Regions from separate parts of the Sus scrofa genome. Here region 1 is linked to region 2. A link is a contact called in public HiChIP or PLAC-seq data. All regions are on one chromosome and are shown on one strand. The core of a region is the stretch at or near the end of the contact, and the rest is flanking DNA. Distances in the headings are between cores, read along the strand shown.

Evidence for each region. HiChIP or PLAC-seq counts read pairs in DNA pulled down with a chosen protein or histone mark.
Region 1: a contact with region 2 is called in an H3K27ac HiChIP or PLAC-seq map of alveolar macrophages, with 4 times the contacts expected there. The contact joins two enhancer-like sites. A contact is called at or near these places in 1 of 5 promoter capture datasets (liver), 12 of 47 Hi-C or Micro-C datasets (alveolar macrophages, brain, embryonic fibroblasts and 5 more) and 2 of 2 datasets of contacts at active chromatin or transcription factors (alveolar macrophages and skeletal muscle).

The regions. Positions count from the first base shown.
Region 1 is chr1:190,435,490-190,439,784 of Sscrofa11.1, reverse strand. PRKCH (protein kinase C eta type) reads right to left here. Exons shown (of 14, transcript XM_021062478.1): 13 at 3,016-3,159; 14 at 352-1,624. The coding sequence ends at 1,478. Among named protein-coding and RNA genes, the nearest start is that of HIF1A, 190 kb to the left of the region's middle. Within about 2 kb of position 2,579, at least 20 of the 83 cell types and tissues checked have an H3K27ac peak or open chromatin away from gene starts, as enhancers often do. A contact at or near this core is called in alveolar macrophages, embryonic fibroblasts, retroperitoneal adipose tissue and 1 more, where this site is marked.
Region 2 is chr1:190,350,406-190,354,651 of Sscrofa11.1, reverse strand. All of the region lies in intron 9 of PRKCH (protein kinase C eta type), which reads right to left. Among named protein-coding and RNA genes, the nearest start is that of PRKCH, 150 kb to the right of the region's middle. Within about 2 kb of position 2,366, at least 36 of the 83 cell types and tissues checked have an H3K27ac peak or open chromatin away from gene starts, as enhancers often do. A contact at or near this core is called in alveolar macrophages, embryonic fibroblasts, retroperitoneal adipose tissue and 1 more, where this site is marked.

The sequences.
Region 1 (4,295 bases), core at 1,330-3,829, 85 kb before region 2:
CAACCTTGGAAGTTGCAGGAGCAGAGGGCATATAGTTACGAGTTGGGAGAAGGCCCATTGAGCGTGTACAATACTTTCCCAGAATGAAACTAAGTATTGACTATGTCTAGCTACTGAGACTTTGAGGGTCAGCCTGTGGTAGCAACACTTAGCTGTCATTACCCTGATTCAAAACGAAAATTGTGGTTTAAGAAGAGACAGGCCACATGCATTTAAGCGATACCACATGATACCAGCCTTTGCTAGCAGAAGTTGCTTTGAGTCAAGTGTTCTATCCATTCTGCTCAAAGCTTATTTCAATTACGTATTTCCTTTCCTAGTGGGGCGTGGACATATCTTTCAAAAAATCCCTTTTGTTACAAAATGCATTTATTTCAGCCAGATAAAATTCTCCAACTGCATACACAGGCATAGCAGGTCCTTCTTTGATAAATGTCCTGCTTACAAGAGCCATTTCTAATTATTAAAATGCATATCAAACAGACAAGTTTATCTCTCAAAACATAATTTAAATAAATTGCTAAGGTATAAGTGGTAAGTCTGCTCATCAGCACGAGCGGTTCTTCACTGAGTCCAGAGCGGCATGAACACATCGCCCACGACAAGATTCCGCAAGTCAGCAAGCACCTGAGCTCACCTGCTGATTACGCAGATAGTTGTGTTGTGGCAGTGAGCTGCCTAATGGGAGAAGCTAGGTGCAGACAAAGTATGACATATGTAGCATGGAGAGGCATTTCATGGAAGGCAAATGCCATTCATGTAACTTAGGAATGAAAGCTTGGTAAACACAAATCTGTTGTTTATGCTACTGGGTATTGTGGCACCATCTCACTGGGCACTCAATAAATATCTATTAAGTGAAAGTAAGGATAAAAGAATAAGCTGTAGCAGTGGCCTGGGTGCCCACCTGTTAAGAGAGGGCTTTAAGTTGTGAGCTTTATGGATATCAGTTTTTGTTTCTTCAGAGTAAATCATCCTATTTGGAAAGCTCTTCATTTCTTTCTCTGTAAGTTCTTCACAAGCATTTCGAGACTTGCTGCAGACTGCCAGTATTATGGGCTCATGGGCTTATAAAACAGCTTGCAGTGGTCCCTAAAACGTCTAGGTTTGTCTCTTGAAATAAAACGCCTGATTGGCTCAGAAGTTCTGGGATCTAGTTTATTCTTCACACCCTTTCTCCTTTTGGCTCCAACTGTTAATATCTCAAGTCTGAAGGAGCCATGGAAATGCATGGGCTGAGCAGTGAATTTCCTCATGACATCTCATGTCGGTATCAACTCTTTGCCAGCACCGCGATCCCATGGGACTTCAAATAGTTGATCTCTTGAAGTTCCGTCCTTCACAGAGTTCTCCACCTGCCCCCGAAGGTCAGGTTCTTGTTCTAAGGCTGATCCTGGGGACGTGCCCACATAGGAAACTCCTGGAAAATCTCCATCCCCTTTTGATTCTCATACCATCTCTCCCACTCTGCATAAGGTTATGGGTGCAATTCTGGAGAGACAAAGGAAAAGTTTCTAAACTCATCCTGGTTGATCATAGGAAGATGTCCCTCATCAATTGGAGTTAAAACCGGTTCTTCCTTGATGAAGTCAGGGTCAAAATTACTGACGTCTTCTCGGGATTTCTGTCAAAAAGGAAACAAGATAAATTTCAGATTTTAGGCACTTGAGACTCACTCCTCTTCCATGGGATTTAAGCCGTTTCCAGTGAGTTGGGAGAACTGTTCCACAACTCTCCTGGTAGCGTGCGTTATTTACAGTCATGACAATTGATTAGACAGTGCTTTATTACTAATTCTTCTGCACTGTGTACCATTATGGTATTTGGTAACCACCAACTCACTAACCCCACAAAAATCTTGCTGAGCAGGCCGGCCTTAGGCTGGGAAGCTAAGGAATGAATTCAGTCACCTAACGCAGCTGGCTGGTTGGTCCCCCCGCTCCACTGCACTGAGGTACCACTTCGCATCAGGCCTTCCTGAGGGGCATGCAAGTCAGCAGAGGTTGCGTCAATTCACACTTGCCCCACCTGTTGTTTGTACAAAGGTCTATATGCTTGAAGAGATTTTCTTGAAAGGCTTCTTGGAAACACTCAGTTTAGGGAACAAATGCCTCTCACTTTACTCACCAGTCAGATCCATTCTGCCCTGCTGGCAAAGCTCACCCTCCTCCCAGACGAGCTGGCAGGGGGATGCCCATTAAAGGAAGTGGCTTAACCTCTGGGTGTTTGTTAGAGATTAAACTAAGGATGCTTGGAAATGGGTATTTGACATCTTTAAAAACTCATGCCGAAAAGATCTCTGACGTCTCCTATTTGAGTCACTGATCCTTCCCTCTCTGCCTCGTCCTAACCCTTGATGCAATGCTAGCCCCTGCTTGTTTGCCTTCCCACTGTGGTTCTCCTGACCACACTTGAGAAGGAGCTTAGCTCTCAAATGAAGAGTGAGGTGGCCCCCAGGAATGCCAGCCCACTCAGCTGCCTCACTCGGGGACATACCCACAGTGTTCCAGCATTTCCCAGTCAAGGGGACTTGGCCTCTACTGGCCTGAACCCTATGTGGCAATATCTGTCACAGACCCTAGCTCACCAAGGCAGGGAGCCAGGGTCAGGGCAGGGAGGAACATTCAGGGGCTTGGGAAAGGTCCCCTGACTAAGGAGCATGAGGAAATTGGTTATGGAGAATGAATTTCTCAACCCTACTCCTTTGGGGAAATCTGGAAAATTTTAAGGACTCTTAGATCTCAGGAAATCCAACTTAGATTGAGGGAGGATGGGGCCCAGGCAAGTAAGAGGTGGAAATTTGATGGGAAGTAACCCTGGCACATGGAGAAATGGTGCCTTGGGAGCAAGGAGCCCAGCCTCATCCTGGGTGAGGCTGCCTTGCAAAGCATCAGGCTCAACTTCCGGTCTGGTCATTCCACAAGGGACCTGCTAGCTGCTCAGCAGACTTGAGTGGAACACTGTGATGTTTTATGAAAGAAAAAAAAGTCTGTTGTGGTGGTCACGGACACTTACGATTCTGGGTCTGAATGGTGGTTCTACTTGGCGATGGTTTAGTTGGGCCCAGTCGATTTCCTTAAAGAAAGGGTGTCTCAGGATGGCATGCTCACCACCCTGACTCGGGCTGCCCAGGCGCATGGTGGGGTTCTTGGTCATGAACTGAGAGGGAGAGAAAGCAGGTCAGTCATTCAATCCTAGACGATAAGTATGTCATAAGACAGTAGGCATCGGCTCTGGCAGGAGGGCCTGTGTGAGGCTTTCTGGCTGATCTTGCTTAACTAGCTGAATTTTCCATCACGGGTGGCTCAGCCACGATGAGTCATTGGGTAAAGGCGCAATTGCCTGTGTGTATTTATGACCGTCCCCACTGCCATTTCAGACATGGCAACTAAAATAAAACTAAAAGGGTCCAGTTTTCTTTCCTGTAAATACCGTGGTTTTTTTTTTCCCCCTTGAAAGAAAAGAAACTCTTTATAAACTACGGTGCCTTTTCTCCAGCACTGCAGTTGTAGACAGCCGGTGTCTTATGAATGGGGCTACTTTTCAGAACAGCTGTGCCATTTTTCCGAAAGACGCAGTCGGCTCTCTGCCGAGACCGCAGAGAGAAGAGTGAGAGTCGTTATTCTGAAGCTCTGTGTGAGGAAGCCGCAAGGGCGAAAAACTTACAGTTCTGTGTTCAGGCGCCAGGAAAAACAAAGTTGGCCCCTCTTATTTATGCGACAAAGATAGCATAGTTTTGAGTGAGAAGTTTTTTTGTTTTTTTTTGTTTTGTTTTGTTTTGTTTTTTGCTTTAAGATGCTCGCTTCTCTCCTGCCCTTCCATTTGGAAATGTTTCGTGACTGAGACGCTTGCTAACACAGACCAAAAATGAAGAGCACTGCCACACATTCCAGGCATGTGGGTCTGTAAATCCTCTGTATTTCTATACTTTTCTGTGGCTGAGCCCCTTTCAAGATGTTCTAGGCTAAGTCTACTTTCACAAAGGAGTCCTTTACGGGTATTCTGATCATTTCCTGACCAAGTGCCAGTTAGAGGACCATTCACTTTTCATGGCCAGAATGTAATTTTCAGTTTCAACGACACTAAACTAATTTCCCATTAAAAAAAAAATTTTTTTTTTAGTGTTATTTCACCAATATAATTTATTTTCTACTGTACAGCAAGGTGACCCAGTTACACAAACATGTATACATTCTTTTTGCTCCTATTATCATGCTCCATTATAAGTGACTAGACATAGTTTACACAGCAGGATCTCATTGCTAATCCATTCCAAAAGCAATAGTTTGCCTCTA
Region 2 (4,246 bases), core at 1,117-3,616:
CCCCTGACAGCTGCCCCGAGCCTCCAAACAGGAACTCTGTCTACAAACTCAAGGGGAAAAAAAAAGAGATAATGCTCATGTTTTTATAAAGAAGACTGGACACGTTTTGCTTTGGCCCCTATAAAAAGCAGAGTGTTCTCGCCCGCTTGACTTCCCCCATCTAGGCCAGACCACCAGACACTCCTGCAAGGCAGCCATTCTCAGATGGAGAGATTCCTCCTCCAGGGGAAGGCATCTGGTCCTGTCTGGAGGTGTTTTTGGTCCTCATAAGTGGGGAAGGGTTACCGGCATGTAGAGTAGAGGCCGGGGATGCTGCCAAAACATTCCACAGTGTACAGAACAGCCGCTGTAACCAAGGATTACCTTGCCCCAAATATTAGTAGCCAGAAAATTATGCAAATAAGTGATTTAATTTTAATTATTTTATTTTACTAGAAAGGTTGAAAATTGCCCAGCCATTCACTTACTTAAACTATCTGTCTGTTAGTGAAGGTCAAGGTAGAGGGTGAAGCTCTGAGCGAGGTGGAGATAACTTCCTGCCACAGATCTGCCCTGAAGCCAAAGTAAGGAGGGACAATTGCATTCATGAGCAACCCCTCAAGCCCACAGGTTTCTGAAGAGCTGGAAGCGTGCCAGGTCAAGTTCTCTACTTTGTTGGTTGTGCCTAACTCATCTGGACCCCCACTCCCAGCCCCACTGGCAGACGCCCGCTAGGGCAGAAGGTCTGGGCTTGTTGCTGGCATGGGCTGCTTCCCACTTCACCGGGAGACCATGACCCCGCACTCCCTGGGAGTGGGAAGTGACAGGAAGGACAAGGGCAAAGGCACTTCCCACGGCCACAGCACAGGAGGGAAAAGCATGGCAGTGGTGGCTGGGGCGGGGGGCTTTTACTGGAAGGGCTCTCCTCTTCTGTTTTAGTTGGGAATTACATATTACATCATTTTCATGTTGAAAAAAATTGTACGCCCTAAGAATGGAATGAAGAGACTCTGGGAAGAACTCCAAGACTCCCTTCGTAAGACCTGAGAAATATATCCTTATAGACCGTCCTCAAGAAGTGGGTGGGAGTGGGCTCCTCTACTGTGCAAATACACTGAAACCAGGAGGCCTCACACGGAAAGGAAACAGGAATCCCTGGGGGGCGGGGAAGGGAAGACAGGGCAGGGCTCACCAAAGGCCCCCAGCATGTGTGTAGGGGTTGCGGGGCGGGGGGTGCTGCTGTGAGCCAGAGCTGAGGTTCTACCTGAGAGCACAGGGCAGGACCAGCAGGACAGCAATCAGTCTAGAGGCACTGATATTGGGGGCGGGAGAGGGTCCATGCAGCCGGGTGTGGGGCTGCCAGAGAAGAGGCCAGTGCTCACAGTGGATGACACAGCGTAAACATCAAAGGTGAGCCTGGGGAGGTGAGCTGCTCAGCTCTGCCCCAAGCCCAGCAGGGCCAAGGATCCTGGCCCATCCCTGCCCCCAGGAATCTCCATCAGGTCTTCCTTCCATTGCAGCACATATGAATCCGTGTGCACATGCAGCTTCCAGGCAAGCCCTATGGGCTCTCCTCTGAGCGGATGGCAGGCTCACAACTGCTATTGTGACCAGATCACTCAGAGGCTCAGCGGCTGACTCCACATTGTGGACAGACTGCTTGGGTCCCCAATTGCCTAGGAGAACCTGGCTCCATGAGGGAAGGGCCCCCCTCCTGTGTTCACCGCTGCACCCTAAGACCTCGAAGCTGAGCACATACCCTGAAAGCAAGCCAGGCACATGGCCAAATGAACTGACACCTCTGATGGTCACCTGCTGGCGGGTAAGTCTTTGTGATTCCAATTCTGCTACATTTATACAGAAGGGTGGGCTGATGTTGTCGTGAGTGGCCTCAGAATAATCTGGAAGAGATGGACACAGCTGAGTTCCTACCAGTGATGAAATAATTATGGGGAACTCAAGTATTTCAAAACTTCAGTCCACTCTGGCCTATGGTTTCCACCCAGAGCAGTGGGCTTTTACACTGCATGATTCTCGGTTCAGGGTCAAAGTGAGACCCACTCCAGCTACTCCCAGGGTATCACCTATAGGCCACCCTGAGGTGCTGCCAGTTGGATTGTTAGTCTTATAACAAACCAAAGAAAGACTGGCCTGTAGGTAAGATTCTCCCCCAGAATCCAGTGTCCAGTTTCGGGTCCCTTTCCTTTTGTAGCAGAAAGTAAATCCAGTCACTGTACTGTCTGTTCCATGTGTGTTAATCTTCTCATCCCAACTAGACCAAGGATTCAAAGGACTGTTTCTCTGGCTTAGCTCTCCATCATGGTGATTCCGGTCCAGCTGACTTCTCACTAAACTATTTGGCAGAGAGCCCATCACATTCTCAGGCCTGGAGCCACTCCCAGCACTTCAAGCCCCATGGTTTTAAAGCAGGGCCCTGCTAAGGCCAGGGGATCTAGACTCTGGCAGGTTCCCAGGCACGGGCAGGGAAAACCATGACCAAAACTCACTACCACAAAGCTCAGGCAGCGGTCGGGGAATGCAGAGACCAGAGCTGATCCTGGCAAGTCTCAGATGAGTCACAGGAAATGACAGGCGATCCAGGAACCACCTTAGAACCATGGAGGTGGGGGGTCGAGGCCAGGTCTAGGTCATCAGCATCGATGAAGGCTAGCAACGAGGCCAGCTACAACAAAACAACCTCAAAGGGAAACACATGCCAAACCTTTCAAACCCTTGGGTCACGCCGAGTGTTCTGGCAGGCGGAGCCAAGCAGAGGGAGCGAAGGGAACAGCCAGAACTCCGGGTTCTCCTCCTTCCCATTCATTGCCATGGCTCTATTGAGTCACAGAGAGGCGGGAAGCCGGGAAGCCTCAGAGGACAGAAGCAAAGGTCCGAAATAAACCTCCCAGAAATCCAGGGCCTGGAAACAACCTCTGTGCATTCTGTCCCGGGCCTGAACACGATGAATAAATTGGGAACATGCCCACTTGGGAAACGCCATGTTCTGGCTCGCTTTCTGTTTTTATCTGAGCCAAAGGCAAACTCTACCAAATGACCCAGAAGCTGACCCAATTGTATGTGTGGTACCCATGGCTCAGGGAAGGGAGGAAACCCAACAGGTAAAAGGAAAAGGCCTTTCCTTAGGTATTTTATAAAAGGCCACCACTCTGTATATTGTAAAAAAAAAAAAAGGGAGGGGGGCTGAATTCCTGCCTGGTGACACTCTCCTTAGCTGCACACATTGCAGAGGGGACATTTCTACTTGTGGGATAAAGCAACTAGCATAGATCAGGAAGCTGGTTAAGAACCCCAGCCCGACTCTTGCTTGCTGTGTAATCTGGGGCAAGTTCTTTCACCTCTCTGGACTTCAGTTTCCAGAACTTTAAAATGACGCTAGACAAGCAATGAGATCCTGTTGTATATCACTGGGAACTATATCTAGTCACTTGTGATGGAGCATGATAGCAGATAATGTGAGAAAAAGAATGTATATAGGTATGTGTGACTGGGTCACCTGGCTGTATAGTAGAAAACTCACAGAACCCTGTAAACCAACTATGATGGAAAAAATAAAAATGAAAAAAGATAATGTGGAATAAACTTGGTAGTTTAGTCTTTATGCATTGAAGAAGCCTGGAAGATCATATATGACAATGCTAATAAGAGTTGTCTTTGGCCTGTAAGATTGTGAATTATTTTTACTTTCTTCTTTGCATGTATTTATAAAGAGAATTAGGAGTTCCTGTCATGGTGCAGTGGAAATGAATCCGACTAGGAACCGGGTTGTGGGTTCAATCCCTGGCCTTACTCAGTGAGTTAAGGATCTGGTGTTATTGTGAGTTGTGGTGTAGGTCACAGACACAGCTTGGATCTGGCGTTGCTGTGGCTGTGGTGTAGGCTGGCAGCTACAGCTCTGATTGGACCCCTAGCCTGGGAACCTCCACATGCCATGGGTACGGCCCTAAAAAAAGACAAAAAATAATAATAATAATAAATAAAGAGAATTAAATACTTTTAGATTCAGGGGGAAAAAATGAGGCTAATAGTATCTACACTTCGTATTTGTTGTGGATTACCGTGGGCATCAGGAGATATTTCATCCAAAAGATATTTGTGAAAAATACCTAAATGCCCAGTTGTCCAGATCCTGGTAATGAACATAAGTATCCAGCATCCGCTAGGGCCTCAGTGAATAGCAGCTGCTGCTACTTCATCCTTCAGCCACCCCTTCTGCAAGGCTGGGGCAGTTAGGCTCCGAGGATCCACC